Regions from separate parts of the Mus musculus genome. Here region 1 is linked to region 2. A link is a contact called in public promoter capture Hi-C data. All regions are on one chromosome and are shown on one strand. The core of a region is the stretch at or near the end of the contact, and the rest is flanking DNA. Distances in the headings are between cores, read along the strand shown. Region 1 overlaps Asb11 (ankyrin repeat and SOCS box-containing 11). Region 2 holds the start of Ace2 (angiotensin I converting enzyme (peptidyl-dipeptidase A) 2).

Evidence for each region. Promoter capture Hi-C pulls out the DNA fragments that hold promoters and counts their contacts.
Region 1: a promoter capture Hi-C map of the C10 cell line shows a contact between it and region 2, with 3 times the contacts expected there. The contact joins the enhancer-like site here to the promoter of Ace2 in region 2. A contact is called at or near these places in 10 of 39 promoter capture datasets (the C10 cell line, embryonic stem cells, frontonasal cranial neural crest and 6 more) and 4 of 9 other capture datasets (adipose tissue, liver, macrophages and 1 more).

The regions. Positions count from the first base shown.
Region 1 is chrX:164,444,532-164,449,704 of GRCm38.p6, reverse strand. Asb11 (ankyrin repeat and SOCS box-containing 11) reads right to left here. Exons shown (of 7, transcript NM_001313737.1): 2 at 3,897-3,976. Among named protein-coding and RNA genes, the nearest start is that of Asb11, 10 kb to the right of the region's middle. Within about 2 kb of position 3,419, at least 24 of the 459 cell types and tissues checked have an H3K27ac peak or open chromatin away from gene starts, as enhancers often do.
Region 2 is chrX:164,136,631-164,142,173 of GRCm38.p6, reverse strand. It overlaps Ace2 (angiotensin I converting enzyme (peptidyl-dipeptidase A) 2), which reads right to left and starts at 1,694. Exons shown (of 18, transcript NM_027286.4): 1 at 1,327-1,694. The coding sequence starts at 1,512.

The DNA of each region.
Region 1 (5,173 bases), core at 2,170-4,669, 310 kb before region 2:
ACACACACACAGAGTGGTATAGAAATTTCTGTGGTGGAAGGTGTTAATAAGAAAAGAAAGTTTAAGAACAGCGCTTCAAAAACCTTAGGTATCTCCCAGTTAGGGAGTATCTTCTCCATATGTGATTTCAACTTGCTATTCAGTGATAACAGAAAAGAAAACAGGAAAGGATCGGCAAGGAAAGGAATGGGGGGGGGGGGGAGGGACCTGAAAAGAAAGGAATAGAAAGAATTTTTTTTGAAATAGCCTAGTCCACAAGGTGGCAGCATTGTACTGGAAACATAGCTACAGTTCAAAACTCAGTCTTTAGGTGGAAAAGTGACACTGGGGTTCTCAGCCTTCCTAATGCTGCTACCCTCTAACACAGTTCTTCGTGTTGGGGTAACACCCCACACATAAAATTATCTCGGCTGGTACTTCAGAACTGTAGTTTTGCTGCTGTTATGAATTGTATTGTAAATGTCTGATATGCAGGAAAGCTGATGTGTGACACTGGGAAAGGGTAGTTGCCGCAAAGGGGTCGTGACCCCGCATGTTGCGAACCACTGATAAAGATAGGACTCTCCAAATTGTGCATGAGAAAATGGACATGCAGAAAATGCAAATCATATGTAAGACTTGTGGATACCCAGCTGTCAGAGACTAAGAAGGTCCTAAACTAAAGCATTGCTTGAGTTTATTCAAGGTGGCTAAATATTAGCACATGACCTACATGCAAAACAAGTTTTTGAAGTGTAGAATATATGGGTCAGCAAGATAGCTCAATGTAAAAACACATGCCATACACGTTAAATAAATACATAATGAATAAATAAAATTTTCTTTTAAAGAATAGATTGGCCGGACGAGGTGGCGCACAACTTTAATCCCAGCACTCGGGAGGCAGAGGCAGGCGGATTTCTGAGTTCGAGGCCAGCCTGGTCTACAGAGTGAGTTCCAGGACAGCCAGGGCTATACAGAGAAACCCTGCCTCAAAAAAACCAAAAAAAAAAAAAAAAAAAAAGAATAGATTGTAGGTGACAGGAGAGATGGCTTGGTGGTTAAAACACTTGCTGCTCTTCGCTGCTCTTCTAGGGGAAGAGTTCAGTTCCCAGCACAGCACACACATCAGGTGGTCCACAACTTCAGCTTACAACACACCCTGGATTCCAAGGACACTAAGATACACACACACATTCACATACAAATAATAAAAATAAATCTTAAATAATACTAGACTATTTTTGAGTAGCTGTAATGGGCAAAGAAAAGGAATTGTAGCAAAAAAAAAAGTTAAGGTTTTCTACATATGCCCCTACACACTTAATCACACTACTAAAATAACATGTTCTTAGTGTAGAGGTGATGTCATAAAAGGCATAGCTGGGCTTGCGTTTGTATTACTGTAACTCCAGTACTTGGGCGGTGGACTTGTGGTGGTGGGGGGTTGGTGAGGCAGCAAGAATGAGTTTAAGGACAACCTCTACTACTAATTTGGAGCCCTGTTCAGTCTCAAAGAGCAAAGAAACAAACAAAAAAGTAACAGAATTGGATGAAATTTAAAGTGTTTAAAAATAACTAGGCAAACCAGTCAGTGGTGGTGCATGCCTTCAAACCCAGCACTGATGAGACAGAGGACAACAGATCTCTGTGAGTTCAAGGTCCAGCCTGGTCTACAGACTGAGTTCTAGGACAGCCACGGCTACACAGAGAAACCCTGTCTCAAAAAAACAAAACAAAACAAAAAAAAAAAAACAAACAGGAGCTCTCTGTGGTAGGACATTTGACTAGCTCATGGAAGACCTGAGGTTCCGTAATCAGCATCTAAGAAAACTGTCCTGTGCTGAAGAGATAAGTCAGTGGGAAAGAATTGCCCAGCACATGTGAGGTCCTGGGTTCAGTCAGAAACACAATTAAGGAGAAGTGTCTTCCTATCTCATCTTGTCACCATTTAATGTATTTTCTATTTATTTCCCTTTTATTTTTTTCCTTTATCATTGGTAATGGTTCTGTTTTCCTTTTCTCTCTACTTGCACTTTTAAAATATTTCTGAAGTTCTGGAGCTCAAATGGAGAGCCTTGATGCTGATTTTGACTTTTTAAGAAACGACACATCTCTGAAGCTGGAGATGGATGTGAATTGGTAACATAATTGCCTAGCTTGCATGAAAACCGGGTTTGAGCCTCAGCCCAACGTAAGTCGGGTGTGGTACATGCTTTTAATTCCAGAACCTTCAAAGTGCAAGCAGGAAGATTAGAAGTTCAAAGTCATGTTGTGTTGCATCTAGCAAGCTGGAGACTAGCCTGGGATATGTGAGACCCTGTCTCAAAAATAAGGGGCTGGGGGGATGGCTTGGCAGGTAAGGGCATTTATCGCCAAACCCGATAACCTAAGTTGATCCCTGGTACCCATGTGATAAAGAGAACCACTCCCCCAGAACTATCTGCTAAATGTTCACCATGGCATGCTCTTTCACCCCATACATACACACAGAAATCAATAAATATTTGGAGCAAAAAGGGTATTTAAAAGCCAAAGGCAAAACCAAACAGAAATAACAAATCATTTTAAAAGGGAACCACATGCTCAAACTATCACTATCCCCACTGCTTAAATCCAAAGGAGGAAGAAATGCCTAAATGGCAAGGTGATAGAGAGAACATGGGAAAGAAAGCAGTGACTCATTTCCGCCGCTCACATGCAGAGTCCAAAACAAAGAAAGCACATGCGGGGTATACTCTTATTTATTTCATAACTCTTTACTCAGATATTCATTCAACATGCAGGAGATACAATCACCAATATAAACACAGAATTGTTAGTGGCTAAGACTTCACTAAATCTTCCCCAAGGCCTAAGATTTATTGAGAGCCTAGTCTTGAACTGTGCATTGTTGCAGTGGGGCAGCCTCTTATATGGTACCCAGTGATGCCCAGTTCCTAATCCTGCCTCACTTGGATAATGCTTTGTCCTTTACTGTGAGCAGCACTTACAGACTTTACATCAAATGAATGCAGTATGGTAGGAAGAGAAATGATGTCAGATCAAAGCAGGCTCAAAGAGTTAAAAAGAAAAAAACCAAAATCAAACCATGAGGGTGCTGGAGAGATAGCTCAACAGAGAAGAGCACTGTGTTCTCTTTCAGAGGACCCAGGGTTCAGTTCCCAGCACCCACATGGTAGGTAGCTCACAGCTTTCAGTAGCTCCAGTCCCAGAGGATCCATCGCCCTCTTCTGGCTGCCGAGGGCACTGCATGCACATGGTCCAAGGCCATATATGCAGGCAAAACACCCATACACATAAAATTAAAATAAAGTTGTTGTTTTTTTCTAATGTGACTTCCTTCTTAGGTACCTTCTCTGGAGAAATTCAGCTGCTATCTCATAACACCGCCCTGTGGTGAAACCCAAGTGATCTCGTGTGAAAACCGATCTCCCCTCCCTGCACCATGAGTCATGGTATGACCTAGCTGCCACTCCACTGCCGGGAAGCTGCACCCTGAGCCCTTAGAAACTTCGAGAATCCAATTATTTGTTGTTGACTGAAGTTACCAAGTTTCGAGGTGATTCATAGGACACCAGTCGCCTACAAATGCAATCTCAAGACGGATGTCACTAATGCAAACTGGGAGAGCATGAGATGAGTTAACATAAATTTAGGGATCCCCTTTTTTGTCTTTGGGAGGGAAACTTCCTGCTGGGAAAAGAAGGACCCAGAATGAAAAGGAGGAGAACTAGAAAGAAAACGAAGTAGTTCCTAGAGAAAGCAGAAGCGAGAGGAACACATGGGGGAGAGGGGCGAGGATGGAGATGCGGAAATGGCTGTGCTGGCCCTGAGCACAGCTATGGCCAAAGTTAATACGGAGTGATTCTAGATTAAAGCAACGGCACGGAAGGCAGAGTCTTTAGTTTACTTACTTGCGCAATTAAAGTTTTAAGAGCCAGTAAGCGTCCCTGGGCTGCAGCCTCATGGAGTGGGGATCGATCAGCCCAGCAGTCTGAAAGACAAATAAGCTACCGATCAACATCTGAAGACTTTTTCCTGAAGGTGTTCGTGCTGCCCACCCACTGTGGGCAGCAAACATTAGGCCTTATCAAATACAGGGAACAGAGCACAGTGGCTCCTGGTGCCTTTCCACAGGCAGTTTTAACAAGAAATACTTTTTTTTCTTTTTTTTTTCAAATAAAAAAAAGCCGAAGGCTGGTCCCTGTCAAGTGCAGGACTAAGGGACCAGTTTATTATTTCCAGTAACTCACGTCGTCTCCATTCATACCCCAAAATCCAATGTCTGTGTATTACACAGTAAATCTGAAGAGATATAGAAAAGAGGACTGGAATATGGCTCAGTAGAAGAACATTTAGCCAGCGTGTGCAAAGCCCAGAGAGAGAGAGAAAGAGAAGGTTTTCCTGAATTGCCGAGGTAATTTTCTCTGGTTCTTTTGATAATGCTATCTATGTATTTTAATGTAAAATATCCCTTTTCAGATGGCGTGATCCCCAAAAGCAACCCTAGGAAGCTGTGCACATGGGGCCCATGGAGCCAGACTGCCAGGACTCAAGTCCCACTTGGACTACTCTCTGCTAAGAGCAGTGTGTTGCGGAAGCATTTCAATCTCAATTTTCTTATCTGAAAACCAGAGATATAGTAATCTACTATTTGGCAGGGCTCTCAGAAGACCAACCCAAGTACATCCACACAGTTGGGTGCTCAAGGCCATTTCTGACCAATAAGTAGACATTGCAGAGCAGTTCTCTAAGGGACAGCCTCCAAACTAGTTTAGGAATGTTTGTTTGTTTGTTTGTTTGTTTTCTGTAATTGTTTCTGTCACTAAGTCTAACTAGCTTCAATGGTCATTTAAGAAGTAACCATATATGAAAAATGTCAAAGGATAATCTTTTGTTTTGGAAGTAGACCTGCTCCTGTTTACAAATTCTGTGCATTTTTCAAACCCCAGACCAGAGGAGAGGAGAAAAGAAAATATAATGTATAATATTATGGCCTGTAACATCTTCTAGAAAGGAAGAAAGGAAGGGTAGAAGATGACTCAAAAGAACTTTTTCCAGTCAAATATTGGACAATTTGCACATCAAAGTAAGCAACGACAGTAAGAAGATACATGTCATCAAGACAGGAACTTGTAAATCCTTGCTGATATAAATAATACATCAATATGGACAATATGCTTCTTCCTAA
Region 2 (5,543 bases), core at 445-2,944:
CTTCCCTTGCAGAGGTTGCAAGTTGCCAGCATCTAGGTCTGGTGGCACACAATAGCCTGCTGCACCACTCCTGGGGGTTCCAATATCTCTGACCTTCATGGGCATCTATACTTATATTCGGGAGCACACACACATACACATAGTTTTAAAATTAAAATACATCTTAAAACAAAAAGTAACTAAGACCCAGACTGTCCATTTAATGAATTCAAGTTTACCCAGCTAAAAAGTGGTACAGCCAGGATCTGGATGTCAGCTCCAGGCTAGGCTTTCAAGTATAATATTAGTCTCACCTTGAACCATTCAGCTCAGAAAATCTACAGTACACGTTGGTGATCTCCAACAGAAATAAAATAAAAACTGAGGGGAAAAAAAGTTACACTAAAAACAACACCGGTAAGACCAAACTATTAGAGCAGTTAAAAGCAACTCATTTGGCAACTACATTGTCAAAGTCTCTGTGGTTTCTTAAATTTTAGAAAACTGGGAGGGGGCATAGAATTTCAAAGGAAACAGGCATCCTCAGACCCACTCTGTTCTATGAATGGCAATAATTTAAACACACAGCCCCCTGATCATTTAAAAGACAGGAAGTTTTGAAGCTACCGTTTTGAAGGAAAGCATTGCTGGAAGAAGAAAAAAAAGAGTCTTTTCTTAAATAGTTGCTCAATTTTCCACCACTTAACTATACTTAAAAGGCACTTCAGGATCAGTGAGAAAAAAAAAAGTTCTAAGTCCTTGCACTTGTCAAACAAAATATGCTGCTTTCCCAGAGTAGGCTGAGATTTTTTGGGACTAGTTTAATTATAGCTTTTCTTCTGTGACCTTTGGAAATTCCTCAGAGCTCTGTGTCAATGAAAGAAGGAATTCCCAGGTCCAGTTTCACCTAAGCCATGGTTACCTTAATTACTAAGCTGCTGCCTTCAGTAAACCCCAGTTGCATTTTTCAGTTAATATGTCATTTGTAGTTCTCGGATAGACCTGTTGGCATTATAAGCTAAAGAAAATTATTGGCTCAATAACGACTTAGAACATTTCCATGAATGCTTTACATACCAAATATAATGAGAATAGTGATGGCAACTTTATTAAACATTTTCACTCATCTTTGGAATCTGGGCAAATAATTCATTCATAACAATTTTCCAGATGAACTCTAAGGTCAATTGAATTTAGCCATCTGGGAGACTAGGATCAGAGCTACAGAGGCAGTCACTCATCCTCACACTTGAGAGATCTCTATGATTTCCTTATCCAGTTTTATAGGCAGTAATTCTGATCTTTAAGAAGCAATCAATAACCCCCTGGGTAGCCTCAAGAACTTACCATCTTTTGGGCATTTTCTTCAGTAATGTTAGTATTATAATTCCAAGAAGCAAGTGAACTTTGATAAGACAGGTCTTCAGCTTCCTGATTAAAGTTGTTTAAAAATGTCTTGGCATTTTCCTCGGTGAGGGACTGAGCAGTAGTAACAGCAACAAGGCTGAGAAGGAGCCAGGAGGAGCTGGACATCTTTCCCCGTGCGCCAAGATCCCATCCACTGAGCAACTTTCCCTAGAGTAAAATCTCTTCATGAGTTTTTCTCTCTCATCAGCCTTTGAACTTGGGTTGGGCACTGAGAAGAGAAGAAAAAAAAAGCAGAAGAAGAAACAGAAGAGAACAGTAAACAAGCTGCTGGACCAATATGAAGTTAATCCTGGAGAGGACAGATATGTAAACAGATATTTTAGAATGATTTTTTTAAGTAAACTAAATAAAGACATGTTATTCATTAATCCTAGAAAACCTTAGCTTTGCTAACATTTTATGGCCAAATCAAAACCTGGACATTTAGTTAATATGTTCCTTAAAAGCTGTTAAAGATACACTGGAGGAGGAGGGTGTACTATGATTTTACTATAACAGAAAGGGCTAGACTTAGAAATCATGGGACACATATTGGAACTTATAGCCTTTTCTGACAATTCTATCAATAAGCTATCCATCCTCTCCCTCTCTCCTTTCTCTCTTTCTTGGTGTTTTTAGACAGTTCCTCTCTGTAGCCTTGGCTGTCCTGGAACTCCCTCTGTAGACTAGGCTAGCCTCAAACTCAAGAGATCTGCTTTCCTCTGCCTCCTGACTGCTGGGATTAAAGGTGTGCACCACAACCACCTGGCTGAATCTTTTTTTTCTTTTTAAGAATCCTATAAAAACGAAGGCAAAGGTACTTATTTGTAAAGGAAGCTGTTCACCAAAGAAGTGAGCTTTTGCAAGCATTCACTTAAAATTAATGGAGAGAATGGGGCAGGGCAGTGGTGGTCCATGCCTTTAATCCCAGCACTCAGGAGACAAAGGAAGGAAGATCTCTGAGTTTGAGGACAGCTTTGTCTACCAATCAAAGACAGCTAGAGCTATACAAAGAAACCCTGTCTCTAAAAATTAAAAATAAATTCATTTCTCTGCCCATTTAAAAAATTATAAGACTCTTCTCCACTCCATAGGGAGTTTGATGCTTCCTGTGTGGCTTTGGTAAAGTTTCAAGCAGTCATTTTCTATTTCTCAGGAGACATGCTAAACTCTAGTCCTACAGCTGACTTTATCAGGTGCCTCTTTCCCTTTCACTTACCTGCTTACAACTCAGCTGAGAACTCAAGGAAGTAATAATGACTCTGCATTATGAAATCCAAAGCGCATCCATGACAAGTCCTTGGCATCCATAGGCATGGGATCGTGGAAATATGAACTCCAAAGCAATTTTAATGGTTATCCTGGTGAAGTTCAGCAGCTGGCTCCGTGTCCTCATTCCCAGAGTGTAAGAGAGGAGCCACTTTAAATGGCAGGGCTCATGGGCCTGCTTGATTATGATTATGAAACCTTCACACAGAGCAAACCTTTCTCCATCCAGAAAAACAAGTCTTCCAGGTTCAGAAGAAATGCTAATAACCAAGCCTGAAAAATAATTCCACTACTTCGCTTTATTCTAAACCTGGGCAGACAATTGTAGAATAAGAAAAAGCAGTAATTGCTCAAAGTGCTTTGTGTTGTAACATTTTATTTAAGCATCACAATATACCTGTGGGCAAATATTTACATCACCATTTTACAGAGTGTGAAACTGAGCTTAAGTAGCTAAACCTCTATAGCTGTCTCTTGTGAGACCATGCCAGGGCCTAGTAAACACAGAAGTGGATGCTCACAGTCAGCTATTGAATGAACCACAGGGCCCCCAATGGAGGAACTAGAGAAAGCACCCAAGGAACTAAAGGGAACTGCAACCCTATAGGTGGAACAACAATATGAACTAAGCAGTACCCCGGAGCTCTTGTCTCTAGCTGCATATGTATCAAAAGATGGCCTAGTCGGCCATCACTGCAAAGAGAGACCCATTGGACTTGCAAACTTTATATGCCCCAGTACAGGGGAAAGCCAGGGCCAAAAAGGGGGAGTGGGTGGGTAGGGGAGTGGGGGTGGGTGGGTATGGGGGACTTTTGGTATAGCATTGGAAATGTAAATGAGCTAAATACCTAATAAAAAATGGGGGAAAAAGTAGCTAAACCTCACTAGGCTAATAAGGAGTGGAAGCAGGCCCTGGATCCAGGCTGTCTGGCTCTAGAGTACAGGCTCCTAGCTACGTTGTATGTTACAGTGTAGAAGAGCAGGACTGGAGCCATACATAGCTAAAGGAGAAAGACTTACTTCCCTAATGAAGATGATGGATTTGGTTCTACAACATCAAATGAGAATCAAGATAAAGCAGGGAGGAAATTTTCAATAAATAAATAAATTAATTAAATGGCAGGAGAGAAGAGCTGGTGTAGATGTGGCAATGATGCTTTTCCAAGCACAGAAATCTGTGATCTCCTTGCTTCTCGCGAGCTTAAAGGGGTGGGGGTGGGGGGCGCGGGAGGAAACGGCCAACACAATGGGGCACAGCATGTAAGTCCCCGAACATGAACAATGTGTGAGAAAAAGCTGAAAGAAACCTCTAGTAGCTCAGAACACTTCCTGAGTGAACTGCTTGGGGTTAGGACTGAGAACAGAGCAGTTCAAACTCAGTTTACTGAGAGAGAAAACGTAGAAGCAAGATACAGAATCCAAGCTAAAAGTAGAAGGACCAGAAGACTGAAATAGAGATGAGGCAGGAAAATGGCGGAAACCAAAAAACTTGGAGCAGCAAGGGAAATGGTGAGCTACTACGATACTAGCCTGCGACGGCCAACAGCAAGTATGCACTGAACTGCTGGGATTTGGGTTCACTCTTCATTGAGAAGATAGGGATACTCTGTTCCCTAGGAGTATTATCTTTGTGCCCATTCTGAGACTAGAAAGGACCCTCTAGAGATGGAGAGCATGTGACCCAGGAAAACAACTGGCCTCAAGGAACATATCATCTTTAAGGAAAGGGAAGCAGAAAAAAAAAAAAAAGGATTGAGATGACTAGACAGGCAAGAAAGCTATTCTAACTTTGAAAAACGTTGGAGTTGGGGTGTGTCTGATAAAAACACAGAGAGTTTGACCTTGATGCTTAACAAAATTGTAAAACATAATTTTTATTATGTGACTAGTAAGCAGTTGGAAAATGTCTATTTGGTCCATAAGGGATTTTCTAAGAGATCAGGTACTGCCTCCCTGTCTACTCCTCTAATGAAAGCATACAATCTGTTTTTCATATAAGAAAAATTACAAAGACATAGCTTTCATCTCAATAACGGAATGTGTGTGTGTGTGTGTGTGTGTGTGTGTGTGTGTGTGTGTGAGAGAGAGAGAGAGATTGAGAGAGAGAGAGTAAAGCTAAATGTTCCTGAAACAACCACAGGATTGGGCAGTTGCCTAATGTCATGACCAACAAGAATCTTGATTTAGCTAGTATTTATTGACTGCCTACTGTGGGCTCTATAGTACTCTAGATATTGTATACAAGCACTAATGCATAAGGTAGCAAAGATTCCCATAGGTGTTGTATTATATGGTATTCGGGTATAGAGCACAATTGAGTACTCTGTGATAAATACTATGGCTTACATTAATCAGAAAATACAAGAAAGGAAGGAAGAGAATGATGAAGTAGGAAGAGAGGTTTTCTGTTAAAAGGGGGGGCTATCTCTGAAAAGGTGTAATGTGAGAAGTCTAAAAGGATGTGTGAAAGCCATCTGGGAGAAAACTTTTCCAGATAAAGGTGGTAGCCGTGCACAGAGTGTAGGCAGGTGTCAAAAACATCGGAGGCCTATGTGACTAGCTAGGAAGCTGAGAAGAAAGCTTTGTCTCACACCAGGAGGGCCTTAAAGAAAATGCCACCTTTGATTTTTCATCCTTAGGCATGATGGACAATGGAAGCCTTCAAGGAGAGAAGTTATATGACAGAAGTCTTTACGGGCTTTGGCTGCTTAGTGAACATACTAAGGAGATTGAGCTGTGTGACTTTAGGCCTTCAGTATACTAGGACTTTGTACATACTTTCTTTACTGCAAAGCTACTGGTCTCATGGAGATGGTGCATTTTATGAATTCATACCTGAGTAGTAATAAAAGCTACTCATAATGAAAGTGGCAGTGTAATCATTTGTA